Linked DNA regions of Mus musculus: regions 1, 3 and 4 are each linked to region 2. The links are chromatin contacts, called in public HiChIP or PLAC-seq maps. All regions are on one chromosome and are shown on one strand. The core of a region is the stretch at or near the end of the contact, and the rest is flanking DNA. Distances in the headings are between cores, read along the strand shown.

Region 1 (6,320 bases), core at 1,743-4,242, 860 kb after region 2:
CTGACCTTCTGTCTTGGGCATAAACTAGACAGGATATACCCCAGCACAGTAACGAGATCTAGAGAGACCAGAACAGATCCAGCCTCACTTGTTATTCAGGAATGATTTTTATTTCTTCTGACCCACACTATGTCTGGTTCTATGGAAGGAAAGCAATGCCTTACCTCTGTAGCGAGGTAGCTCACATCTACCTTGGTAGACCTGCCTAATGGGGATTGAAGTCTGTGCCTCAAGGAATCTTCTGGTGATCCAATGAAATAACCTTTACAAAGGGCTGTGCGCAATGCTTGCACACCAAAGCTCTGTGAATGGGGACTCCTTTGTTTGTTCATTCATGTGTTCGTTCATTCATGCTTTACAGATCCTCCCAACCCCCAGGCCAGTTGCTGGGTCACACCCCAAAGAACATAGTACATGGGACCAAAGTGCCCACCTCATACAACCTATCCATAGTGTGGTACCACAGAGGCTGAGAGGGCAAAGGACAGCCAAAGCAGCATGGGAATAGAGAGAATTCTTATGTGGAAGGGCTGATTCTCAGCCAAGGTGTGAAAGCTGTATGCAAAGGGGTGTCATTGTGAGAGGCAGGACAATGTGAGGGCTGGTAAGAGATGGGTCAGGAGGGGACATGGGACCGGACTGTTCTGACTCCAAAGTTGCTATAGGAGACCCCAGTTTTATTGTAGGGAGTGTGAGGCATGGGTGATGTCAAGCTTGGGGTGGTGGGGTCCAGAAAGATGCCTTTGTTTGCTGGTGTGCAGTATGAAAAGGAGACTCATGGAGAAGGCAATGCTGAGGTGCAGAAGGGACAGGCTGGCTCTGGGTTTAGTGTTAGGATGTCAATCCATTATGCCTGGAGACCAGAGGCCCAAAGGCTGGAAGACCTAGGAGTCCAATGCCCTCTGCTCTTGGCCTTGGGCTTGAACAGAAAGCTGCCTTTTATGCTGTCACATGGTGTCTGAGTAAGTTCCAGGCTCTAGTTCTAGGCTCAGTTCAAGTCTGACCTTTTGGACAGCACTATCTTGGGACCAAATACAGCACTATCTTGGTACTTTGTGAGTGCCAAGGCCCTGCTGGTCCCGACACATGTGGAGAGGAGTCAGCTCTGCCCTAGCCCTGAATGCTGAGCCCTTCACACTCAATCTCTGAAGGAAATAAGAGACTTTATGGGCCGCAGAGTAAAGGGCTAGCGGGAGGGCAAGGCAGGCTTTGAGTCCTTCTGCCTCTTGACGTCCCTCAGTGTATCTACTGAATGTGGTCCTGGGCTCTTGATCCAAGGAAAGTGGGAGGTCAGACCACAGAGCAGGTGGGTGTTCCTTCTTAGTGATACGAGGCCTGTCCACAGGGCCCATACATCTTCCTTGTCTACGCTGCTTACAATGGAGAGGTGAGTATGGTGAGCATACTGTGGGGGGAAAAAAACCAAGGGAGGGTAGACTGGGGTCCCTACTCCTACTTCTCACAGAGTCAAGGGTGGACCCACCTGTTGGGCTCTAGGGAAGGTCAAGGCCTGACCTGTGCTCCCCCACAGGTGCAGAACACACTACGGAGGATGACAGAGAAGAAGGCAGCCGAGGTGCTCAGGGCAGAGCAGGTGCACCTGGCCAAGGGTGAGGGGGCCCTGGGGCCAGATGGACAGGGCCAAGCACAACACCTCTTCTTTCAGACACTCTCTGGCCCTTGTGACCTACAGGCTTCATGTCCCTGGGTCATGGCCCAGGAGAATGCCCGAGTCTGGGATTCTCAGAGAAGATCTGTTGCTCTGAGAGGTACAATCTCTATCTCCATGCCTAGTGTTTCCTGCTGCCTTGATTTCTCCATCACTCAGCCAGAGCTAGGAGAACAGCAGCAGACTCTATAAGCCTACTAGAAAGACAAAGAAACTGAGACCTTGGAGAACAGTTGGGTGACCAACCAGAGGTGGGGTCTACTTAGAACTCCTGTCTAGGGTTCCTAGCCCAGGGTAGGGGGGTAAGGAGAGGAAGTGTGCCTGAGCCCCTGATACGAGAGCTGGGTGGGCCTCAATTTCCTCACCACTAATCTGAGAGTAAAGTTCTGAGCAGATTTTTAGGGTGTCTGATAGTGGGGGTCCAATGTCTTAGCCTGTGCACAGTTCACCAAATATTTCCCCCTTTTAGGGACCCATAGACCCAGGATTCCCTCAGCCTTCTCTTCCATTACAGAACCCAGAAGACCCATAAGGCTAGATAGAACAAGGGACCAGCTAGTGTAATGGCAGGGTTGGGGACACAGCAAAGGCTAGGACAAGGTTGGTGAGCACTGACTGCAGGGACCTTGTCCTCTGCACTGGAAAGCTAGAGCTGTAGGCTGACAGACCTAAAAGCCAAGGCCTCTTGGGAAGGGCCAGGAGCTCCCAGGGGACAGGGGACAGGAAAAGGGACCTATCTTTCCTGTTCTCTTTTTTAGGCTGTGGAGCTGACAGTGTTTAAGACTTCAGGTACTTCTCTTCCTGGGCAGACTCCCTCATCCCTCCACTCCCACACTGCTCCAAGATGAAAATAATTTGAGACTCAACCATACAAGAACCAATCTTAGATCAGCGCTGCCTAGTCTCAAACTATACCCATGGCTGGCTGAAAGAGAGGCCTGTTTTTGGAACTCTTGCTGGGATTAGGCTCAGTGCCCAACCCCAGGCCGGTGCTGATTCTGGTCCACCAGTCAGGGGAGGCTGCTTTCCTCGAAGTGTGCAGAGGAGGCCAAGCATCCAGAGGAGCTGCGACTAAGGCAGCCAGTGGCGTAGCAGGAACCAGGCTTACCTGTACAGATGCGGCATCTGAGATGTAGCAATAGTCATAGGGGTGTGATCCACAGACCAAGGTTTGTGGCAGGCAGCCTTGAATGTTCAGCTTCTGGTCCGCTAAAAGGGGCCGAAGCGCCCCCTGCAGGCAGATCAGGGGCGCAGGGCTAGGCAAGATCAGAGCGCGCAGCTGCCCCTCACCCGACAGGCCCAACCCCCCCCTCCACCCCGCCCCCACCCGCAAGCACAACCGTCTGCGAGAACAAGAGCCACTGCAGCGCCTCTGTGCCTTTGTCTCTGCTGAATGGGTGCGTTGCTAGGGCTGCTCGTAGCAACGAAGCCGCTTCCACTTCGGCCCCACTTTCCCGACCCCTACTCTGCCCGACGATCCCTGCTTCTTGCCCCCAGCTCCTCCCAACCACGCACTCAGGCAACCTGGGCAAAGGTTCCGGCGAGGGGTGGCTGCTGGCCATGCGTCCTTTCCGAAAGCTCTGGGGACAGTAGGTGCATGCAGGTGCTCTGACTGTAGAGAAACTGTCTCAGGGAGACCATGAGGGGCAGGCAGGCTGGGGTGGCAGAGTTTTCCCCCAAGTCTCTGTTCCCAGACCCTCCCTAATCTTGGCCATCCCTGCCAGCTCTGCCCAAAGAGAGCCCTTGCACTTTCCTACAGGGGTCTAAAAGGCACGTATGTGCAGGGTTTTCCTCCCAGCCTTTCAGGAGCTCAGTGGCCAGAAGACCTCAGCTCATCAACGGAAACCCAGACTGAAATGTACAGCAGGCAGCTCCACGTGAGAGAAAAGCAGCTCTGGACCAGACCGGCTGGTCCTTCTGTTTGTCTTAGTTCCTTCCACTTTCCAGAGGCGCCCATCAGTGCCTGATAATAAACCAGGTGTTGAAGCTTTCTGCCTATGCCACCCCCAACACACACACACACACACACACACACACACACACACACACACACACACACACACACGGAGAGGTTGTCTTCCTGGCCAGGAAGGGGTAGATGGACAGGGCCGTCTGAGAGGAGCGGGAGCAGAGAAGCTGTCAGTTTGACTTTGGGATTCTGCCTTGCCACTAGGCTTGCTAGTTTTTGTTAGCACTTAAAAAAAAATTGTCTTGTGTGTGTGCATGTGCTGGGATGTGGAGGTCAGGGAACAGCTTACATGACTCAATTCTCCCCTTTCACCATGTAGGCTCTGGGCATAAAGTTTAAGTCATCCGGGTTTGTGGCAAGTGCTTTTAGTCCCTGAGTCATCTCTTCTGCCCAGCAGTCAGCCTATTCAGCAGTGGCAGTGTCCCTGGCCTGAGGCTATAGATCCCCACTCTGCTGGGAGATTGACTTAGTCCTAACTGTGTAGGCACAGGCCTGGGGCTTCCCTGCTGCCAGTCTAAGCTCATGAGCAGCAGGTGTGGGCACCTGGGCACTGATTTCTGGAGGTGTGAGGCATGGCTGCTCACAGGTAGCTGGGCTTCACTCAGGAGTGAGGGATTGGTTGTCTCACTGAGGAGGAACCGGCATGGAAGTCAACTGAAAACAGGCCAGGGCACTACCTCACCGTGCAGCCACCAGTCGGATCCCCAACACCATCCAGCCTGCCTCCTTTGGGGCTACAGAGCTGGGTCAGGGTGTGCACAGGACAAGTGAGACAAAAGGGCAGGGTGAGTGAGGAACCCCCAAGAGCCAGAGAGGCACAGACAGTCCCTGGGCTTTGGTGGCTTCCTCCCTGAACCCTATGTGGGTTGCAACTGGGACACAATTCCTGGAGAGCATTGGCTCACCTATGCAAGTCCAGGTCTCCAGGCATTTGTTTCTGGGGACCTACGATGTGGAAGAACTTGAAGCCCTCCCTGTCTGTCATTTGCAGAATGGGGGATAACAGGCTCTCTCTCAGAAGACCTTATGATACAGTCCTATGCTAGTTTGGGGCACAGCAACTACCCTGCACCCAGTAAATACGCAGAGAAGGTCAGCTATGACCTGAGACATGTAGGGCTGTAGGCAGAGGAAGCTGTGTTCAAGGCATTGAAGGCTCTGCCTGGGTGGAGAGGCCAGAGATTCACAAGAGAGAAGACAGCAGAGCCCCTGCCTTTCACTGGGAACGCAGGCCCAGGAGGAGGAAAGGCTGGGCCAGTTGTCCATTCCCTCTGGAGCAGGTGGACTTTGTTAAGTATCAGCAGCATACATGCTCAGCCCTGGCAGGACCCATGGCCCATGACTCGGGGCCCAGGGGGTGTGTGAGGAGGTAGAAAGAACCAGGCCCTTGGTGGCCCATAGCTAGCTGCATTTCCATGCGCTCTGAATCCCTTCCCTTGCAGAAGGCCCCTGTTCCAGTCATAAAGGTTTGGGGATCAGGGGGCAGGACTAAGGGGCTCTTTCCAGGCCTTTCCATCCTACATATCTCTTCTTCCTCCCACACCCTCTATGCTCCAGCCACACGCAGTCAGCTGGCGCCACCCTCTTTCTTTTTATTGCCACACTGTTCTATCTGGGCTGTCTTTGTTTCTGTTAAGCTGGTAAATTCCTAGGCATCCTTAAAAACCCAATTTGACCCTTCTCCTGTGAGCTGAATCAACGACTTTCTTATTTGTGGTTCAATTACATAAGGGGCCACATCGTATCATCTGGTTAATTAAGACCGTTTTCTTTAAGCCTGGGCATTGCCTTGGGACAAAGCAGGAGAAGAACATTTTTCTGCCACCTCCCCCTAAAGGAGGTACCCTTTTTCTAATTGTTTTAGAAACCCTGGGTGGACCAAGTGTGGCCCTAGGTTAGTCGCATTGGTTACAGTGGGTGGGGCAGTGGTTGAGCACCGCCTCAGCTGCGCGAATGTGGAGAACCTACAAAGATGGCCTGGGAGAGCAGATCCAAGGGGACCTGAGGTGCTGGAACACTCAGGTGTTGATCAAGCTCAGTGCTGCCACCTAGCAGGCTTCGTCGGCAAGGGTGGGGACTGAGGACGGTAGAAAGGGAGAGCCAGGTTGGAATCTGGATCCCCACACTGAACACCCCCCCAACCCCCCCTCCTCTGCTGGAGCTGAGGGAGGGTGTTTGCGAGGTGTTCATGAAATGGATGCACTTTCAGTATGGGGCAGAACTGGTATGACCAGGTGAGTTGAGAGGAGACCCCAGAAGTCACAGTATCTCCCAGGGTTTGTGTATACTTGAGCCCCAGGCTTGGGGTGGGGCCCAAAGCCTAGTAGCACCTGCTGTCTCCCCACCCTGGGCTCTCCAACTGTCTCCCGCCTCATTTTTAAAAATATCTTCAATGTGTATGATATGTATGTAGACACTCAGATATATACACTGTATTTAGATAGAATCCATCTCCCACTGCTCAGTTTCCAGGACTCTCTCCATATCCCCCCCTCCCAACTTCCTTAAGTCATGTTCTTAATCTGCTGAGTCCATTTAGTGAAGCCTGTGTGTACATGGCTGCAGGGCCTTCCAATGGAGCACTGGAGAATGGGTTAGAATCACATCCCTGAAGACATCTGACTCTCTTGCCCCCAGAAGCCATTGACAGTAAGAGTAGGGGATACGTGAGTTCCGCTGGAA
Region 2 (6,744 bases), core at 568-3,067:
TTTAGGAATGCATATGAAATCCCTCCATCCTTAATGGATGACCATTCTAGGACTAACCCTTTAATGTCCTTATGAGGTAAAAGTCACATTTCACTGTGGAGAAAAAAACGGATGCAAAAGGATATGAAATGTTAGTTAGGAGGTGGGGTAGTCACTGAGGTCAAAGAAGACAAACCCAAGGACTGGGTATACCAAGCTTGGGGTATGCAAGGGAGAGGGAGAAGAAACAACTTTCCCTGGGAGGAACCTCTGACAGAAAAGGTGGGCATGACTAACAGGGCAGTTGCCTGTGAGAACTGGTCTCCAAGGATGGTCCTAAAGATGACCTCAATCATTTCTGTGCCATTCGTGATCTGCATCATTTCTCCTCTACAGACCCCATTGGCTCCACCGAAGAGGCTGAGGGGAAGCTGGATGGGGCCTGGGCTTCTCAGTTTGTCCTGGGAATGTGCTGGGAACAGAGCAGGCGTGAAAGAATTCACAATTATACTCTGTTGCTATTTAACGAGGGAAGAGTTCACCTGGTTAATTTTCCTGGCTAGTATTCACATCAATACTCTGACCTGTGTGTGAAGCAGACCCTGTTGGGAGGGGAAGACAAAGCTTTCTATGGCTTTACAAAGGGTCTCTGGGCCAGGAGCAAGGCTCTGCTACTCTTTGGGACTGGAAATCTGCTATTATGCAAGGTATGGAAATAAAAGAGGGCTTCTTTTGATATGCCTCCAAAGGGGAGTGTATTGAAGTGATATTTTTGTGGAGTGTTTCCTTTGAAATGCCCAACCAGCTCTCAGAGGCATGGCTCTCTTCTGTCCCCCAACTCCTGTCATTATTTCCAGTTCTCTTTACACAGCCATGACTGAGCTGATCCTGCTTGCTGGGGAGGATCAAATGCGTGTCTCTGCTTCAGAGTTTCAGCCAGGCCAGCTGGAGCATACCAGGCCCCGGTGATGTGTTCTGGACCTGAGTGGCTCAGCAGGACATGAGAAAGAAGTGGGGGATTCTTGGACCCAAAGCATTTGCAGAGGTAACAAGCTTTTGTGTGGTGGATAGTCTTGCAAAAATGCTGAACAGGAAGGACCCTGACCTCATGGCTGAGGATAAAGTGGCCATCTGCTTGCTGAGAGTTCACTCACACAACATGGTAGGAAGGGGCTCTCTGCAGAGGAGAAGTAGGGGGTTAGGAGCTCCCTTGAAGGGCTAGGGGTACCCAGAACATGCCAGGGGTGCTGAACAGCCTGGGATAAAGGCTCTGCCAGGGTCCTATTGTATAGGCAGGGAAACAGAAGTCTCTCATCTTCCCTCACAGCATAATGGAAGACAGACACCTGGCATGCACGTCAGCCTTTGCCTGTTTGTTGCCTACAGGGTGGTTTTCATATACCCACTGCTTGCTGTCTTGAGGTGCCACCTGTGCGAGGGATGAGAGGGCATCTGGGACTGAAGGTGGTCCTGAAGGATAGGTACAGCACTTGCAGAGAGGGTCTGGGCAAGTGGTCTCGAGAGGGCTCTCTGCCATACCCTGCCTTCCACGCGTGCGTGCTGTGCTGAAAGCCTCTCAGGCTGCTCTGAATAGCCCTGCACTCTTTCCAATGTTGACAGGAGTAGTATTTTGTAGTGGTGCTGGTTAATTTGTAGTGGCATTTGTGGTTTGAAGCCTTGTCAAGATTCCTGATTACTTCCCGTGCAAGGAGCTCCACTGACGGGGAAGTTCACATGCTGAACAAAAGCAGCCAAGCAGCTGGGAGGGAAGACTGCATGGTGGCTGGGTGACCCAGCCAGCTTGGGGGACAGTGGCAGGGGAGGGAGGAGGCCCAGGCGAGGGCCAGGGGGAGGGGAGCCCTTTGTTTTTAGTTGGTGCAGGTGCAGGGCCTGAATAGGTGGCATCCCATTGGCTGTTGGAGGTCGGGTACCAGATGCGGCTGGTGGCTGGGCAGGGGCAGGGGGCTCTGCTGACTGTACTATTCTTCACCCAAACAGAAGCAGGAGGCAGGTGCCTTTCTGCTCCCTCCACTTGATGGCCATCTGGGACACCATCGAGGGTGCCTGGGTGACATTGTCCAGGAGTCTCACTGGTGGTGAGGTGAGAGGAAAGACCTCCAGATGTTCCTCGATACCAGGAGGGGCTGCTGGCTCTTGGCACATGCTGTGCACCAGGTCCATGCTAGGTGCTAAGCAGATAACTGGTCTCGAGAATGCTACAGAGAAGGCAACCTTGCTTAAAAAGGCAGAAACGATAAGGCAATGAGGCTCAGTGACTCATCTAGACCAAGCTTCACAGCTAACAGGTGGCACAGACACAATTCAAGCCCAGGTATGCCCACGAGTGCACACACTTTCCATGATACACAACACACACAGAGCAGTGGAAGGCAGATGGTGACATACGCTCTGTGAGCCCAGGGCACAGCTTTCCCAACCCCCATGATGTTGCTCCCTGACATCCTGGAGCTCTATGTACCGTGAAGTCTCCTCAACCCCACGGGAAGGCCTGTCTGAAAAGCTGCCTGCATTTCTCTAGGTCTGTGCCCTGCTTGGTGAGAGTTTGTTCAGTATATTAAGGGCCAGAGCCAGCTCAGCAAAAGCAAGACTCATTTATCATCTCTGGAATAGTGTCCACTCCAAACAGTACAGCAATAGGAAATAAAAACAAAAGCTTCCACCTAATTTTGCATTGGTACAGATAAGAAAACTCCATAATCTCTCACTTCCCAGCCCAAGAGAACTGATCAAATCCCTGTGCTCACAGCAGCCAGGAACACTACAGAGACGCTAAGGCTAGAGGCACTATTACCCAGTCATGAAGCCACCCAAGGGGTGGAGCCAGGACATAAGTTATTGTTCACATTAAAGAATCATGTTCCCTGTGTATATCTTAAGCAAAAGTAAAGTCTCAGGATTGTATGGGAATAAAACTTGTTTGAAAAATTGGAAAAAAAAAATACCCCTATGCTCAGCAAGCTGTCAGGACCCAGGCCTTATCCCCATGGCCTCACCTCTTAGCCCATATCACAGTGGCTCACGTTTGCCATCCTTCAGAGCAGCTGCTCTATCTCGCATGTGCCTATGTCCTCAACATACACTGGTCCTACATCAGCCCTCACTCACCCACCTGATGGAATATTGCTACCCTCAGAGCTGCTCTCCCTGAGTGCTCTCCATTCTTCCCACCCCTAAGAGCAGTACATCTTGCTTCTCTTCCCTAAGAGAGGCAGTCTTCGGTGGTGGTGGGGTTAGGGGTTCACATAGCAACTTCTGGTTTCTGGTATAGACCTGCCTATGGTAACAACAGTACAAATGTCCACCCATGAATGAGGCCTTAACCAAGCACCTGCATCAACAGGTTATTCTCATCACTTGGGTTATTTGTCTTTAGTACTAGTAACATTCCTGGCTTGCTTCTAATCAGGAACTCCCCGCTCTCCCTTTCTGAGACAGAGTTTCTCTGTGTGTATTACTGGCTGTCAGGGAAATCTGTAGACCAGGCTGGCCTCAAACTCAGAGATCCAGCTGCCTATACCTCTTGAGTGTTGGGATTAAAGGCATGAGCCATCACTGTCAAGCCAGGAACGACCTTAACCTAGAGGTATCTTAACTTATCAGGCTGAGCTCTAGGGCTATTTCCCAGAGCAAGAACCTTTCTCTTTCTTTCTTTTCTATTCCTTTAGTGGAATGCAGGTATGGAAGCATTAGGAAGCTTAGATATGAAATATCCCAAAATTTCCCCAGTGTGTCTGTTAAAGAAAGAGTTGGGTTTGTTAGACAGGGGAGTGGATCTTTTTTTTTTTTTCCCCCAATGTCTAGGAACAAATGGATGGAGAACTTGTTTTAAAATTCCTGGACCCTGGAATACATTCCTATCTGTGTCAGAGTCTACCATCCAGAGCCTCAGCAGAGTTTAAAATCCCAGCTAATAGGTTAACAACTGTTTTTCTTCAGCTTCAAATGAAGAATATCAGAAGGCTGGGGGAATATGCAGCTTTCCAATTTGTACGGACTGCACACAGCTCCCTGCAATGTGTGTTTGACAGGACTGACATTTTGTACCGCTGTGAGATGGGAAAACGTGTGACATTTTTATTCATGGTGGCGTACGCCCTTGTAATGATCAGCTCTGGTCGGTGTGCTTACCGCAGCAGCCCCGAGCCCTTGGAGAACAAACAGGAGCCCAAGGTGCCAGCAGTTCCACTGCCTTATTAAACACTGCCAGGATCCTAACGAAGACCAACTGCTGGAAAATCTCACTGTCAAATCCTCAAGGACACTGTCAGCGCACAGCTAACTGCATATATTTTTCATTTAAAATACTGAGATCCAGCATTGTGCCATTACAACCAAGGGGAGGGGTGCCCACTCCAGCCATTCTGTCAGCTACTTCTCCTGAGCTCCAGATGTTGGAGCCAGATGCCCAGTGGGATTCAGAGCTCAGAGAGGGGTGGAAGAGATGGACACAGACTCTGTGAAAACCCAGCCCTACTTTCATAGTGGGGGGCTGAAGTTATAGGGTTCCCAGAAGAGTCACTTAGGAAGTCTACTCACTAGCAAGCCAAAGTGAATCTGCATAATTAGAAAATCCTTTTGGCCCAGCCAGCCATCTTCCTGGAGGTGCAACCCATTACATCCTGCAACTTGGTGCTAATCAGCCTTCTGCTCGGCAGCAGACCTCAAGACATCTGCAGGAACACGTGGCCACAGTAGGTGTCACACCTTGGCAGAGAGTCTGTGTGTCAGGGTACCCACCTGTGATCTCACCAGTTGCCTCAAACCAGAGGCCTCAAGGTCACCAGGCAGGAGGACTCTCCCTCCCTTCTAGTGGTCATTTCTAATGCTGATGCATGCTGATGGATGGAAGCCAGTCACCTGGCAGCTCCTTGCAGACCCTACAACTATTAAACTAGGCGATTTGGTTACGGCTGCACACTAATATATTGATGCATTTATTTTGTAAATATGCATTATTTATACAGTGCCTCTATATCCATACTCCAGCCTGTATGCACCAAGATTTATTTATAGGATTCTTGGTGTAAAAGGCTTAACAAGCTGCCCTGTGTGGTACCTATGGGTTTGCAAAAATGGCCGTGGCTGGCTTGAAACGACCCATGTTCTCTACCCAGCATGGAATGGGCTTACATTTTTAAAGTCATATCTATAAGTTGGTTTAGCATAGCATCCTGGGATGGTGAATAGCTGACCATCTTGGGGGGGGGGGGATCACAGCAGCCTGGGATGGAAGGAGGAAACCATGAGAAGTTGAATAAAAAGGCACCTGACAGGGAGAACAAACAGGGCAGTAAGGACAGAAGGGCTGCACCCATTTCACTGAAGGAAGCACTGGAGCTCTCAGCTGGCCTGGGCCGTGAGTGCAGTCTCTCTCTCCCAGGTTATGCTGCAAACCTCAGCCGAGTATGTTGAGGAGACACAGCTAGTGTCTAACTTTGTGTCACTCTGCCTCAAAGTCCAATAGCTCCTGTGGAGGGCACTTAGCTGACTGAGAGCTCTGCTCTGTCTGTGGTCTCCATCATGGGATAAGCACCCTTGGTTGAGTTCCCCAAGCTCCTGAAGTATTAGTGATGCCATTAGTGGTCTTTCTAACTTACCTATTCTGTCCCAGTAATTCAGGACCCCGTTGTCAGTCTCTTGAGCACAACCTGTTCCTGGCTCTAAGTCACTCATGGAGTGTAATTTAAGCTCCCCCAAGGCTTGGTTACTGCACAGGTCTTACTTGCTGGCCTCTGGCTCTATTCAACCCATGGTGAGTGTTATGAGGAGCCTCTCTAGATCCAGTTGGAATGCTCTCTCTTCTGAGATGACTGCTCTGTCCTCTACTTCCAGCTCTTGTGCTCACTGTGACCAGTATATTTGTGTCCATTAACTTTTCCACTTTGTGGACTGCTTCTCCCAGCCACTGGGCCATGAAGGCAGAAAACATCTCATTTTCTGTGACCCAGGGGCCTCTGCATCTGCCATGCCTCAAACATGTCAGATGAGAGAAGGGGTGAGTTCATGAAGCCCTGAAAAGATTAGTGTTGTGTTGGCAGAAAGACCAAGGCCTCAGATTGTCTGTTCCTAAGATGGGAGTGATGTACAGAAGGTTGGCATGTAGCCTTGGATATAGAAAACTGCTGCTAACCCCCAGCTCAGCCAGGTGGGGAAGAGCAAATGAGAACACACAGGTCTTTGCTGAGCACATTGCTAGGCACCTGATGGGCATTCAGAAAACACCTGTGTTAAAACAACTGGTGTTGGGACAAAGTAAAGTTCTAAGTACAGGCAGAAGGCATGAATCTTAGACAGAAAAGGGAGAAATGCAGCAAAGTGACCTTGACCTAGAGAGTCAACTAAATGCCTGGGGAACTAGGCAGAGTTGATGAAGAGGGCTTGGTGGAAGGTGATGAGAGCCCAGGATCTGGCATTACATGGGTATGCCTAGCTTGAACTCTTGCCTTGATCAGGTTGCTTGACCTCGCTAGGAAAAACACTTGCACCCACTGTGTATGGCTGTTGAAAGATTAAGTAACACGAGGCTTGGAGAGGGGTCTCTTCCAGCACAGCAGATCCATGCTATTATGAGAACATCCTCAGTGCATCTGATCCCTTCCTATACTACATCTCTTGGTCATGTGACTCCCTTCTCAAGGGCATAGGTAGGTTAATAATTCCCCTGGTCCATCAGCAGCGCCCAGATCACGATTGCAAGCAAGAAAGGTAGCTCCTGGCATACATAATGGTCACTGAGCAGAACTT
Region 3 (6,332 bases), core at 2,039-4,538, 750 kb after region 2:
CTGTAGGGCCCAGCTTCTCTCCACCCTGGCACTTTATCATTCAGGCAGACAAGTTCCCAAGAATAGTATTCCAGCTGTTCTTTAGAGAAGTTGGTGAGAGCCAGGTATGGTAGCACTTGCCTATAATCCAAGCACTCAAGAGTCTGTGGCAAGAGGATAACAGAAATCCAAGCCGGCTTGAGCTACATTATTAGTTACAGGGTAGCCTGGGATACAAAGTAAGAGCCTCAAAGACATAAAGATGGGCTGGAGGAGCTCAGTTGGAAAGTGTGTGCCTGTGTGCATAAGGACTCGAGTTAGAATTCCCAGAGTCCTGAAACAGCCATGTGGTACAAATGTGTACTAGGGGAGGTGGAGGCAGGCTCATCCCTGAGGTTCACTGGCAGCCAGCTTAGCCCACCTACTTGACAAGTTCCATGTCAATGAGAGACCCTATCTCAAAGGACAGTGTTCCTGAGGAATAATGCCAAGGCTAGCTGTCCCCTGAACCACACACACATGCACAAATATAAAAAGGAAGAGAGAGAGAGAGACAGAGACAGAGACAGAGATACTGACTGTCAGGCCCAGAGTCTGGTGAGCAGCCAGTTCTTGGGAAAGGGGCCCTGAGTGAGCTGGGGATGTGGGGATGTAGCCTAGGAAGAAGCCCACAGGACACTCACTGCAATGGGGAACTAACCAGTGGCTCTCTGGCTTCTGAAATCCTTTTAGACTTTTGAGGCTAATGTCTGAGTCTTTGTATTCCTTCATTGTAGATGGCAGCTCTCCAGAGCCCCTTCTATGGAGATAAGATGAATCTCTTCTCCCTCTGCCAAAAGATTGAGCAGTGTGACTACCCGCCTCTCCCGGGAGAGCACTACTCTGAGAAGGTGAGCAAGCTGGGGCTGGTCCTGGTGTACTTCCAGGAGGGGTGGTTCTCAAGTGCCTGAAGCTTGCGGGATGCAGCAGCACACAGATGTCCTAAGACGTATTGCCAGGCTAGTGGAACCGAGTACCAGGGAGGTCAGAGGTGGGCACCTTGGGCTCATTGGTTGGTTGGTCTGCTCTGTGTTAATAGGCCTGTAACTCTGGAATTTAGACTTTCATATTTTATGCTGGGTGCAGGGGCCCTGGACAGTTCCTGGCTGTGTGAAGCTCATCCACAGAACCATTATTTTTTTTTTTTTTTAATTAGGTATTTAGCTCATTTACATTTCCAATGCTATACCAAAAGTCCCCCTTACCCACCCACCCCCACTCCCCTACCCACCCACTCCCCCCCTTTGGCCCTGGCGTTCCCCTGTACCGGGGCACACAAAGTCTGCGTGTCCAATGGGCCTCTCTTTCCAGTGATGGCCGACTAGGCCATCTTTTGATACATATGCAGCTAGAGTCAAGAGCTCAGGGGTACTGGTTAGTTCATAATGTTGTTCCCCCTATAGGGTTGAAGATCCCTTTAGCTCCTTGGGTACTTTCTCTAGCTCCTCCAAGAACCATTATTTTTTAAATGGGCTAAATTATATCTCCCTCATGAATAAACTATGAAGGGTAGGTGACAGGTCTCATGGCACAGTAGTGGTACAGGGTACAGGCATATGATAGATCAATATACTTCCTTCACTGCCTTGAGACTCAGTTTCCTCATCTCTAACATGGGGACAAAAGTAGAATCTCCTGTCCAAGTTTAAGATAAAGGATTAATGCATGTGACATGTTTAATAATAGAGCCCGGCCACCATCTACCACCACCATCAAAAGTAGCAATTGTAAGTAACACAGCTCCATGTAAATGTTTGCTAAACATCATCTGTGATGTCTTGTTGACAGTGGATGCTAAAGGTGAGAGTCTAAGGTCTTCCTGGGCCACTGTGCAGGACCCTAGGCCACTGAGTCATAATTCACTAAGGCACCAGCTCTCAGCCTGTGGGTCTCAACCCCTGGGGTGTGGGGGGGGCACGGCGGGTGTCAAATGACCATTTCACAGGGATCACATATCAGATATCCTGCATATCAGATATTTAGAGTTCAGAACAATATTAAAATTTCAATTATGAAGTAGCAATAAAATAGTTTTATGCTTGGGGTCACCACATAAAGAACTCTGTATTAAAGGGTTGTAGCATTAGGAAGGCTGAGAACCACTGCACCAAGGAAGTCCATCATCCAGATGAGGAGAGGCTTACAAGCAGTACCTGTGGGTGGGGACAAAGCCTAGGCAGAACCATGCAGGCTCCAAGCCAGCCTCCAGGCCCACTGGCCTCACCTGTGCAGACTGCCACCCCTGAGGTGGGGAGGTCATAGGGTAAAGAGAATTGTACATCACTCCTCTCTTCCCCCATCAGCTCCAGTGGCTTGAAGAGTTCTCAGTAGCCATTCTGGGAAAGAAAGTATCTGTGGTCTGGAGAACAAGCTGGCAGGAAAGAACAGGTTACATTCGTCACAAAGCTTGTTGCTGACTGGCTCGTTCCTTTCCTTGTTTAAACTAGAATCTCTGCACTACTAGAAGACATGTGACTTGGCTCTAATCAGTTCAGTGCTCCTGTGCCAGTCTGCCAATGGGCACCACCCACCCCACATCAGTTGCAAGGCAGCAATGAAGACCCCAGAGCCCTTAGCTTTATGTCCTAGGCAGCCATTCTAGCTCATTAGACATGCCCCTAGCAGGCAGCAGCTCCAGATCCTGCTACTGAGCACAGGGTCTGTTCCTAAACATACCCCACTTTTAAAGTTATTATCATGTTGTATTATTTTCTTATTTTTTGTTGTTTCTCTTTTTGACTGCTTCTAAGTGATCATGGGGTAGACTTCATCTTGACCTGGTTTTCAAATTTTAACGGGATGGGTCAGCCATGGTTCCCTTCCAGATCAGCTTCAGAAACCACTGTCTGTAGATGATCTCGGACTCCAGACATGCTGCACACACCATCTCCATCAGCTTATGGATTCCAGTGTTTTGCACAGCAGTAGGATCACAAAATGGGCCAGTTAAGGCAGCCCAGCTTTGGAAGTTCAGGATAGACACCCTGTTCTGAGGTGGATGCTGCAGCTCCAGGGCCTCTGGAACATGCCTGGGCCCTTCTCACCGGTCCAGGACTTCCCCCCTCTCTCCTTTTACTGGTGACCACAGCACCCTGGGCAGCAGGCACTCAGATGAAAAATGTTGCAGCCAGCCCAGTGTTGCACGTTTAAGACCCGGGCTTTTTAAGGTCATTATTTTAATTACCATTAAAATAACTAGCACTCCGGCTATCAGAACGAAAGGGATCAGAGGCTTAAGGCGCCCCTCCCCCACCCTGGCGGGCAAAGCCTTCAGTGTCTGGATAATTAAAAGCGTGTCTTTCATGAGCACAATGAAGAGGCCAGGGGGTGTGCAGACTGTAGCCTTGCTGCATGTTAATGCATTTATTATGATCAATAAGCCCTTTCCTTGAGTTTTCTCTGGTTTGGGCTTTTGTGTGACTGACAGCGGACATACATGTGCACAGTTGAAAACTGAAGATTATTTGAGGGTAAAATTCTCAGGGTCTCAAAGCATCGCCTTTGGAACTAGACAGGCATGCATACATGGGATCTGTGTGACCATGTAACTTATCCTGAAAAGCATTGTTCACTTGAAGGGACAACAGCACCATCTGAGGTGCACTTTAAGACTAACAGAATTCTTTCCTTGCAGCTTCGGGAACTGGTCAGTATGTGTATCTACCCTGACCCTGACCACCGACCTGACATTGTATATGTGCACCAGGTGGCTAGACAGATGCACGTCTGGACATCCAGCACCTGAACGCAACACACCTCATCAAAGCCAAGTCACTTGTCTTACTTGAGTCCTCTCCCCAAGTGGTACCTGGAAGCCCCCACAGCCAAGACTAGAGGACTCTCAGCTGGCTCCACCCAGCGGAAAACAGCTGGGCTATGGTCAGACTCCAAAGTCCTTTCTTTGAACTGTCGCAGACAATCTGAGCTGGGATGAGTGGGGAGGGGTTTGGCAGCCATGGAAACCCCTTGTACCTACTGAAATGTGAACCTCTGCCTGGTTGCTTCAGACCCGTCCAGGCCCACACGGTCAGGAGACTTGAAGGGAGCTGGGTGACTAGTGTGGGCCAGCCTTTGCAAATGGTTACCACCATTGGTTTAGTTCTTAGTACCTTTCCATACAATCAGGCTGTGTGCTTCATTTACTCTATTGTACAAGGATACGATGGAAATAATGGTTTAGAGTAGAGATTGCGCTAATATTTTTCTCTGCATTTTCTAATTTGATGAGTGACAGTAAAGAGCACCTAGCATCGGGCCTTTCGACATAAGTGGCATCTGGGAGATGGGAGGGTTCTCCTCTGTCTCCGCAGCCCTGCCCCGTCACATCACCACCGCTGGGATGCTATGGCTCACTCTAGGATCAGTGTGCAGACTTCGTCCATCCAGCAGGGAAACTCCAGAAGCTTTGCTCGCACACTGTTCTTGACAAGTTCGGGGTCTGGATCTTCCTAGTGACTTGTCAAAGTTTGTTGGCCTTTGTGTCCTTGCCTGCAAATGGGACATTATAATAAGGTGTCTGTCTTCCAGGTGGCTGACAGGATTTAAAACAAAAGTTGTTAGCCATGGCAGCCTAAGCTTGCTATCCCAGCACTTGAGAGGTAGAGGCAGGAGGATCAAGAATCCAAGGTTGCCCTGAGCAATACAGGAAGTTTGAGACAGGAACGGACTACATAAGACCCTGTCTCAAAAACAAAACAAACAAAACCCAAACCAATAGAGATGCAAATCAGCTAGCAGTGGCAGGTGATCCAAAAATACAGCCTGCCTGTCACCCCTTCAGAAAACTCAAGTCATGGACTATGCGAGTCAAGAATTAAAATACAACTGTATTATGTGCAGGAAAAGCAGAAATATGTTCATTTACTTTTTGTTCCTAATAGGATTAACTGTGAAGACTAACTTATAAATGTGAATTTAAGGAAATCTAAGTGCTGGAGGAAACAGTCTGAATTTTGTTCTTCTATTCCAGTGGGTCTCACTTTGTATATCAAGACCCCCTTTACAAACCTGTCTCCAAAGATATTTATATTACGATTCATAACCGTAGCAAAATTACAGTTATGAGGTAGCAAAGAAAATAATTTTATAGCTGGGAGTCACCACAACATAAGGAACTGTATTGAAGGGTCCCAGCATTGGGAAGGTTGAGAACCGCTGGTCTATGCAGTATTCAAGGAGCACCCACTTGGTGACAGGCCAGTGCTCCTGTCTTGTCAGGTGATGTTTACCAGGGCTCTGCACAAATAAGCTCTCTGGCTAGCCACCACCCTCTTGAGCAGGGCCTGTACTCCAGATACAGCCTCTGCCCGGATCAAGTGCTCCATATTTTAGACAAATTGGGAAGAGAGACGGCTGAGCAGCTCAGGGGTGGCCCTGACTGCGTGTCCGTGTTTTATCTTGGACTGCAGTCCACACCCAGCACACAGCAGCAGCATAACTTCTTGAGGTGCCTTTAGAAGCAACCTGTCAGGCCCAAACCGTCCAAGTAACACCAGAATATTCTTAAGTTCCCCAAATAATTCTGACACTCATCAGCCAAGCTGCTGCCCTCAATAAATCCACTGTACCCTTTCAAGCAGTTTGCACAAGGGAATCTGTCCTCCAGTGTCCTGCCCAGAATACTGACTCTGAGAAAGGATCAGAGTCGCTGTCTCCTGCCCAGCACTAACTCCTGAAAGTTTTCCTGGGTCTTTGTAAGAACTGTTTCTGTTCTTAGAGGCTCTGTTCTATCTGCCCTTGGTACAAGCAGCCTCTGCAAACCAAAGAACTTCATTTCAGCACTCTACCCATTGTCCACACCAAGAGAACTATCTGCCCAATAAAATGGCCCTTGGGATGTACAGTCTCCACTGGACAATCACTATCCAGAGAAGCAAAGCAATGCTATGTCTAATTACTGCAAAACAGCAAACATCAAGTTTTCCTTTAGTTGTCACGAGAATGGCTAGAGTGCAGCTCACCAGTCTCATACAGCCACACAAATACCCAGTTTCCATCTATCTTTCTCTAGACCTGAGCATGTTTAGGCTGAGAATTCAAACTGAAGATATCTGTCCTGGGGAGGGGGAACTAGGGTCTTGTTTATGTAGGGAAGCCATCCACTCAGCCTGAGACTTCCTTGCCACTGCTTTGCACTGATTCACTCTGTTAGGACAGGTGCCTGGGGTTACCCCCAAGTGAAGATAAAGTAAACAAATATAGGCCTAGGTCATATTCTTTAGAACCAAAAACCCAATCTGTTTTTTTGTTTTTGTTTTTTGTTTTTGCCACAAAGAACTAATCAGTTTCAGAGGACCACACCACTAACACGCCAG
Region 4 (6,584 bases), core at 3,608-6,107, 570 kb after region 2:
CTCTGCGGTGGTGACAATAATCAGAAGGCAGGATTTTCCGATTCCCACATTTTGTTTGTTTTATAAGACAGGTTCTTACTATGTAGCCCTGGCTGGCCTGGGTTTTGGTATGTAGGCCAGGCTAGTTTCTGCCTCCTTTATGCTAGGATTAAGAGTGTGAACCACCACATTCAGTTGCCTCACCTCCATTTTTGAGAATCAGTCACACTCCCTGGGCCCAGAGCCCATCTTGCTCCTAGTCTCTAGAAAGTAGGATTGTAGCCTCTGACTCTTCATTTTCTCTGTAATAGCATCATATCTGCTACTTCCAGATTGGTCAGTCCTCTCAGGGAAGCCATAGAGCATCCATTGCCACTGGATGGGGCTCATTTCAACCAGTGATAACTTCTCCATGAAAAAGCAGAGTTGCAAAGTCATTTGTGTGTTTTACCTTGATCGCTTGAGCACCTGCCATCCTTCATTGCAACAGCCCTGGGTACCCACTGTTCTTAAAATGAGAGTCATGTGGAGCAGACATGGACTTTACCTAAAACAAGAGCCAAATCCAAGCAGTCCCAGAGGAGCCTAGGAGAGCCCAGCCTGGCCACAGTGTGTTGAGTACAGAGACAATACTTGTTACCTGTCATCAGACTCGAGGGCTGTCTGCTGTGTGGCTGAGGTAATGGTAAATGCCCCGTTTATTACATGGTCTTTGCAATACTGCTTTCTCTCACTTCTGAGGCTCCAGTGCCCAGGATGGAGTCTTGGCTTTAATGGGAGGGACATCGAGGGTTTGTCGGCTGACTATGGAAAGTGTGTCTGAGGGCTATGCATGGGCTGCAAGCTCCTAACTCATCTCCCTCTCCCAAGGCTACCTCCAGAAAGGTTCCTCCCAGGTAGGGGCTTCCTGGATCTCTTCACCTATGGTGGTGTCTCAAAGCAAGCTGGGCCTCGTGCAGAGGGTAGGAAGCTGTGGGTTCCTGGAAGTATCGAGCCTTGGAAGGTATGAGTGGGTAAACCTAGCAGCCTCCTTGTTCATCAGCCCAGCTTCTCTGAAGCCTGCTCCAAGCAGCCCCACCATAGACTACAAATGAAGTCCTGCCTCAGTTGCCTGCAGGGTCGCCCCTGAGAGGTGCCCTCATCAGCTTCCTTCTTCTTTCCCCCTGACCTGTCTACTCTGCCTCTCTAGATCATCTCCCAAAAGAATCAATCACCAAGTGTAACTGAACGATTTTGCTTAAATCTTAGCAACCTGTTGTTCTAACATCAGAGATACAGTGTTTACTCCAGGGATATAGGACGTGCTCCCAGCTCCATATAAGACATGGAAACCAGCTGACTACATATTACAAAATACAGATGGAGTAGTTATTATAGGACAACCTGCAGCTGTCATCCTCTCAAGAGCCTGACTAAGGACTGGTGGCGCAGACATACACAGGTTCCTCAGAGCATGCTGGGAAGAGGCAAATTCCACACTTAGGCCAGCCTACTTCAGATTCCAGCTTTGCTCGTTCCAGCTGGACCTTGGGGAATGATGTTGCCCTTCTCTGAGCCCTGTGCGGTCAGACAGACTGTTTGCCAGCCTCACCCAGCTGTGGGGAAGGCAGGGCAGAGATGAAGGTAGAAACTCTCGGAAAACTGCCACGTCAGATCCCAACTCTGATGGAATGACGGTGACCAGTGGGGGCTGTGGAGTCTGCAGCTGAGCTCAGATATAGATGACAGGTGAAAAGTCACTTTGCCTCCCTGAGCCTGGTTACCCTGCCTGGAAAGTGTGGACAATAATCTCCACTAGGTAGAGTGCACATATTTGGTCGTTGGACCCCCTTTGTAGTATTAAAATGGTTATGAATCAGTGTCTATTAATATTGCTTAGTGGATTCATTATTAGCTAAGTGATATTTACTATAAAACATGAAAGTTAAAACTCAAAGCATTTACTGAGTTATTTTTAAGAAGACAAAGAACCCATTAGCTGTTCACATAAAAACAGAATCTTGGTCTGGAAAGAGAGCTTGCTACATGAGCCTGACCTGTCCCTGTAGAGGTGAAAGGAGACATGAATGCCATGCAGTTGCCTTCTGACCTTCACACATGTGCTGTGTCATGGCCTTCACCCTCCAGTAGTAGCAAATGAAGAAAAATACAAACAAGAACTTGGGGCTGGAGAGATAGCGCAATGATTAGCACTGGCTGCTCTTGCAGAAGACCCAGGTTGGGTTCCCAGCACCCACATGGCAGCTCGCACTATCTGAGACTCCAGGGCTCGGGGTACAGTGCCCTGTTTTTACTTCTGAGGGCTACTGCACACACATGATACACACATAAACTACAGGCATGCACACACACATAAACATGAAATTAAATAAATATTTTAAAAGCCCAACATAATCTTTATTAAAATGATTGTTTCCAAAAGAAAAATTTAAAGAGAAATGTGTTTTCATTTCATTTTTGAAGCTTGTGAGGAAGAAAGCTAGATCCTCTTGCTGGCTCTGGTCTTTAGTCTGCTGTGATAAACTGTTGATTGAACTCTGTGCAAAACATCTGGTCTCATGCAAATACACAGCTGGAAGAGGGAGGGCTTTGTCATAGTTTTAAACAAGATGATTGTATTATTTCTTGATCTTCCATCACAGCATGACAGGTAGGAGACTTTTTAAGAGGTTAGTTAAATGGAGGTTCCAGACCATACCATCTAAAAGTTTGGTGCTGGAAATTAAATCCAGGACCTTAAAGACACCAGACAAGTCTGCTACTGCTGAGAAACACACTAGCCCAGCTTGCTTGCGTGTACGTGTGTGTGTACACATATGTGTGTTTTTGTTGGAGACAGCCTTTGTGTTGTCTCTTGCAGCAGAAGAGCTCTGTGTACTTATCCCCCTGAGTCACCCAGCCTGTTAACAAAAAAAGCGTACAGAGGGGCGGCTAAATGCCTCAGCAGGTGAAGGTACTACAGCCAAACCTGGGAACCCGAGTTCAATCCTGGGATCCACAAGTTTGTGCTTTTGGCATCTGACATACACAAGCAGGCCATGAGCTGAGAGTTTAGTTGGTCCACTGAGTCAAGAGAAGCTCACAGGCTGAAGTCTATAAATCCAAAGAGGGAGGCCTTCTTAGTTAGGCCCAAAACTCAGAACCACACCAGGAATGTTCCTCCATTTGGCTCCCCTGGAACTAGAACCCACTAGTGTGACAACAAGGAATGTCCAGAGCCATAAATTATCTGCTCCATCGCATCAACAAGCTGATACTGAAGTAGGGTCTTGAAGGATGGATAGGAGTTTGACAGGCAGAGAATGGACCTTCTACGAAAATCAAATGTACGGAAGGAATGCAGCTAACTCGGGAGATTTGGTTAAACACTGAGGTGAAAACAGCTTCACCAATAGGTGATTACTCATCTAATCCCATGGTTGGCCAGATCCACAGATAGATGATCAAGGTTGGGAGGTACTGGTGGGAGGACAGTCATTGGTACCTTGCTTCTGAAGGACATACTTTGCTCCTGGGTCTTCTCTCTGTCTCTCTGTACCTGGTGTCCAGGACGCAAGCAGCTTTCCCTCGCTCTGGCCCTTCTGCCATGGTGTTTGTCTGGTAGCAATTTCCTCCGAATTGAAACATTCCACCACCTACCACCCACCATCCACCCTGAGGGAGGAGGCAGGCTAGTCAGATTCAAGAAGCTGTAAATCAGCTGAAATTTATAAGACACACAGGCCCCTTCCCAATGTTGTAGTCACACTCCCTTTGAGTCCCAGGCTATGGGGAGGGAGCAGGGGCGTTCATAGCAATGTGCTATCCTCATGAAACAATGGAGCAAGTTACCCAACTGTAACTGAGCCAAGATAAATCCTTCCTCTCTCAAGGTATTTTCTGAGATATTTTGCCAAAGAGATTTGTCAAGTTAGCTGGGCTCACCTGAAGCATACTCAGACACCTACACTAGCCCACAGTTCGAAGCTATCTCACACGCAGCCTGTTATAGAAGGAGGTGCTCCCTGTCTCACCAACTTTACTGAATCCTGCACTGAATTTGATGGCAGATGTGCACTCTGGTGCCATGGCAGGGGACAGCCACCATAAAGGAGCCATCTGTGTCAGTAACCATTCTCACTGCTGAGGCTTCCTTTCTATTCAGCCCAGGACCCTGGTCCAAAGAATGGAGCCACCCGCATGGGTCTTCCCGCCTCCATCAAACCTTCTGAAAAATCCCTCAGAGACAGACACAGAAGTGTGTCTCCTAAGCAATTCCAAATCCAGTCTGCTGGCCATGAAGATGAACTATCACATCATCTGCACCTGCTTAGCGCCTGTTGTATACAAGACAGAGGATGTCCACGTGTTTAAGATGATGGAGCAGCTCCTACCCCAGCTTTGAGGCGATCTGCATGGCCTTGGGCCAACCTTCCCTCCATTTTGGGTCTAAGTTTCTCCATTGGTAGCAAGTTCTGTTCGACTTAAAGGTCTTGGTCATCACACTCTGCCCATGTGCTCTGTCAGAGACCTACTCTTTGGTCCCAGACAAGCCCCTGCCCTCTCTCAACTCTAGTTTGCTCATCTGTAAAATGGGAGGTAGGGACAGCTTTCCCCCCGACCTATGAGCATGTGCCTTGCTCCCCACCTCCCTGCCCAGCCCAGGTTCCACAGTCCCTCAGCGTACTTAGCTTCTTCCACGAGGCTCATCAGGATGCAACATACTTTAAATAGCATCTGCATGACTGGCTGGGGTTTTTTTTTTTTTTTTTTTTTTTTTTCTTCCCAGAGAAGCTTTCTACAAAGTGTGCCAAGTGGCAGCTGTCAGGGCCGAGGTGGCATTTCCCTCAGTGATGCTGACAGCAGCTGTCCCGGCGCAGGCTGAATGGAATGGAAATGACATCATGTTTATTCAGGAAAGACGTTCCCAGGCCCAGATCAGTGTCAGCAAGATTCTGGGATGCAAGGAACGAACACTCGCCCGAGACCATCAGTCAGCGGGGCTCCTCTCTTGTTGCACACACGATGCTTCAAGCCATAAACACCTCACACACCAACGTGAACCATGCATGCTCCACCCTTTTACATTCATTTCTTGGAGACTTCCACGTGTACGACACCCCTCACACACATACTAACATGAGCCCCACACCCCACACATACACATCACACATATACACACAGTTCAAGCCACACCCTCTCACATTCAACACTCAAGGACCTCCATATACACCACATCCCTTACACAAACACATATCAACACAAGCATACACACCATACACAGCAACACAGTACGCAACACATCTCTCCACACTCAACACCCTCAACACCCACCTACACTGCCTACCCCCCATCTCACACATATGCAGATACACACACATGAGTCATATATCTCACATAATACACCCATACACAAACACACAATATAAACCATATACTTCATACATGCACATCTGAAAGGTGCATACCACACCCTATATACTCAACACCCACAGACTTCCACATACACCATACCCCTGGTACAGACCAGAACAGACTTCACACCTCACATATGTATCCCTGATGCACACTCTACATATTTCTCACATAAACACATGCCATCATGACACCCCCCCCCCCTACACACACATACCCCATAAACATAAATCACCAGAGGCTACATTACCATGGTATTATGGTAATATGCCATAGGGTCACAGACACAGACACACCCAGGTGACATACACAGATTATTGAGACCACTCACATTCTGCATTCAGAACCATGCCACTACCACACTCAGATGGGGGTTCTGCACAGGATGGAGAGAAACTCCAGCCCTAAAGATATCAGCGCTCTCTCTCTCTCTCTCTCTTCTGAGAGATGCCTACTGAACTACCCTGTCAGTCTTGGCTTATGTGAAGATTGAATGGTAGAGGTGATACCCTGTGCGAGAATAGCTTGAGCTAAATCCAGACCCCATTGCTCCTGCCACCTTCTAGGTATATGGATTACCTGTACTGAGCCCCTCGGTTCCCATGTCATTCAAACAAGAAGTGTTAGATACCTAGTGGCTCCCATGGGCTGGCTAGGTGGCTTCTGCCATGCTTTGAGACCTGTGGGACTGCATGAGGTTGTCGGTGAGTATGCTGTGGGCTGGGCCTGGCTCAGCATGAACAGTCCTCTGGTTCCACAACACAGGCCTGGCTATAACATGGAACATTGTGGGGATGAAGCAACAGAAGCTGAAGATGACTTATGCCTTAGCTTCCTGTCTCCTGTTTGTCAGAGTAAGTCCTAGGGCCAGCCCATGTTGGACTTGCGGCTGGCAGACACTTTTTACGTATCACTATTCCATCCTGCTGTGGAGCCCCATGGAAACACCCAGTCTCTCCCTGTGATGTTACAGCTATTGAGACATTACAAAGAAGAAGGAGGAGGAGGAGGAGGAGGAGGAGGAGGAGGAGGAGGAGGAGGAGGAGGAGGAGAAAGTCTTCTCTCTGTGTCTCTCTGTGTATGTGTGTCTCTCTCTTGTCTGTCTCCCTCCTCTCCCCTCTCCCTTTTCCCTCTCCTCTCCTCTCTCTCTTACTCTTGTTCTCTCTCTCACTCTTGTTCATTCTCTCTCTCTCTCTCTCTCTCTCTCTCTC

What was found. HiChIP or PLAC-seq counts read pairs in DNA pulled down with a chosen protein or histone mark.
Region 1: an H3K4me3 HiChIP or PLAC-seq map of embryonic basal ganglia shows a contact between it and region 2, with 6 times the contacts expected there. The contact joins two enhancer-like sites. A contact is called at or near these places in 1 of 484 Hi-C or Micro-C datasets (nephron progenitors), 1 of 115 datasets of contacts at active chromatin or transcription factors (embryonic basal ganglia) and 1 of 9 other capture datasets (embryonic stem cells).
Region 3: an H3K4me3 HiChIP or PLAC-seq map of embryonic basal ganglia shows a contact between it and region 2, with 6 times the contacts expected there. The contact joins two enhancer-like sites. A contact is called at or near these places in 3 of 484 Hi-C or Micro-C datasets (olfactory sensory neurons, uterus and ventral hippocampal neurons), 1 of 115 datasets of contacts at active chromatin or transcription factors (embryonic basal ganglia) and 1 of 9 other capture datasets (embryonic stem cells).
Region 4: a contact with region 2 is called in an H3K4me3 HiChIP or PLAC-seq map of embryonic basal ganglia, with 4 times the contacts expected there. The contact joins two enhancer-like sites. A contact is called at or near these places in 6 of 484 Hi-C or Micro-C datasets (the C10 cell line, cochlea, cumulus cells and 3 more), 1 of 115 datasets of contacts at active chromatin or transcription factors (embryonic basal ganglia) and 1 of 9 other capture datasets (embryonic stem cells).

Annotation. Positions count from the first base shown.
Region 1 is chr2:38,686,064-38,692,383 of GRCm38.p6, forward strand. It overlaps the pseudogene Adgrd2-ps. Among named protein-coding and RNA genes, the nearest start is that of Gm36744, 17 kb to the left of the region's middle. Within about 2 kb of position 2,993, at least 76 of the 459 cell types and tissues checked have an H3K27ac peak or open chromatin away from gene starts, as enhancers often do. A contact at or near this core is called in embryonic basal ganglia, where this site is marked.
Region 2 is chr2:37,828,309-37,835,052 of GRCm38.p6, forward strand. The region is part of intron 19 of Dennd1a (DENN/MADD domain containing 1A); the gene reads right to left. Among named protein-coding and RNA genes, the nearest start is that of Crb2, 55 kb to the left of the region's middle. Within about 2 kb of position 1,818, at least 24 of the 459 cell types and tissues checked have an H3K27ac peak or open chromatin away from gene starts, as enhancers often do. A contact at or near this core is called in embryonic basal ganglia, where this site is marked.
Region 3 is chr2:38,581,628-38,587,959 of GRCm38.p6, forward strand. Nek6 (NIMA (never in mitosis gene a)-related expressed kinase 6) reads left to right here. Exons shown (of 10, transcript NM_021606.3): 9 at 756-869; 10 at 3,653-5,863. The coding sequence ends at 3,763. Among named protein-coding and RNA genes, the nearest start is that of Gm35808, 51 kb to the left of the region's middle. Within about 2 kb of position 3,289, at least 33 of the 459 cell types and tissues checked have an H3K27ac peak or open chromatin away from gene starts, as enhancers often do. A contact at or near this core is called in embryonic basal ganglia, where this site is marked.
Region 4 is chr2:38,390,569-38,397,152 of GRCm38.p6, forward strand. No RefSeq gene overlaps it. Among named protein-coding and RNA genes, the nearest start is that of Gm13584, 25 kb to the left of the region's middle. Within about 2 kb of position 4,858, at least 19 of the 459 cell types and tissues checked have an H3K27ac peak or open chromatin away from gene starts, as enhancers often do. A contact at or near this core is called in embryonic basal ganglia, where this site is marked.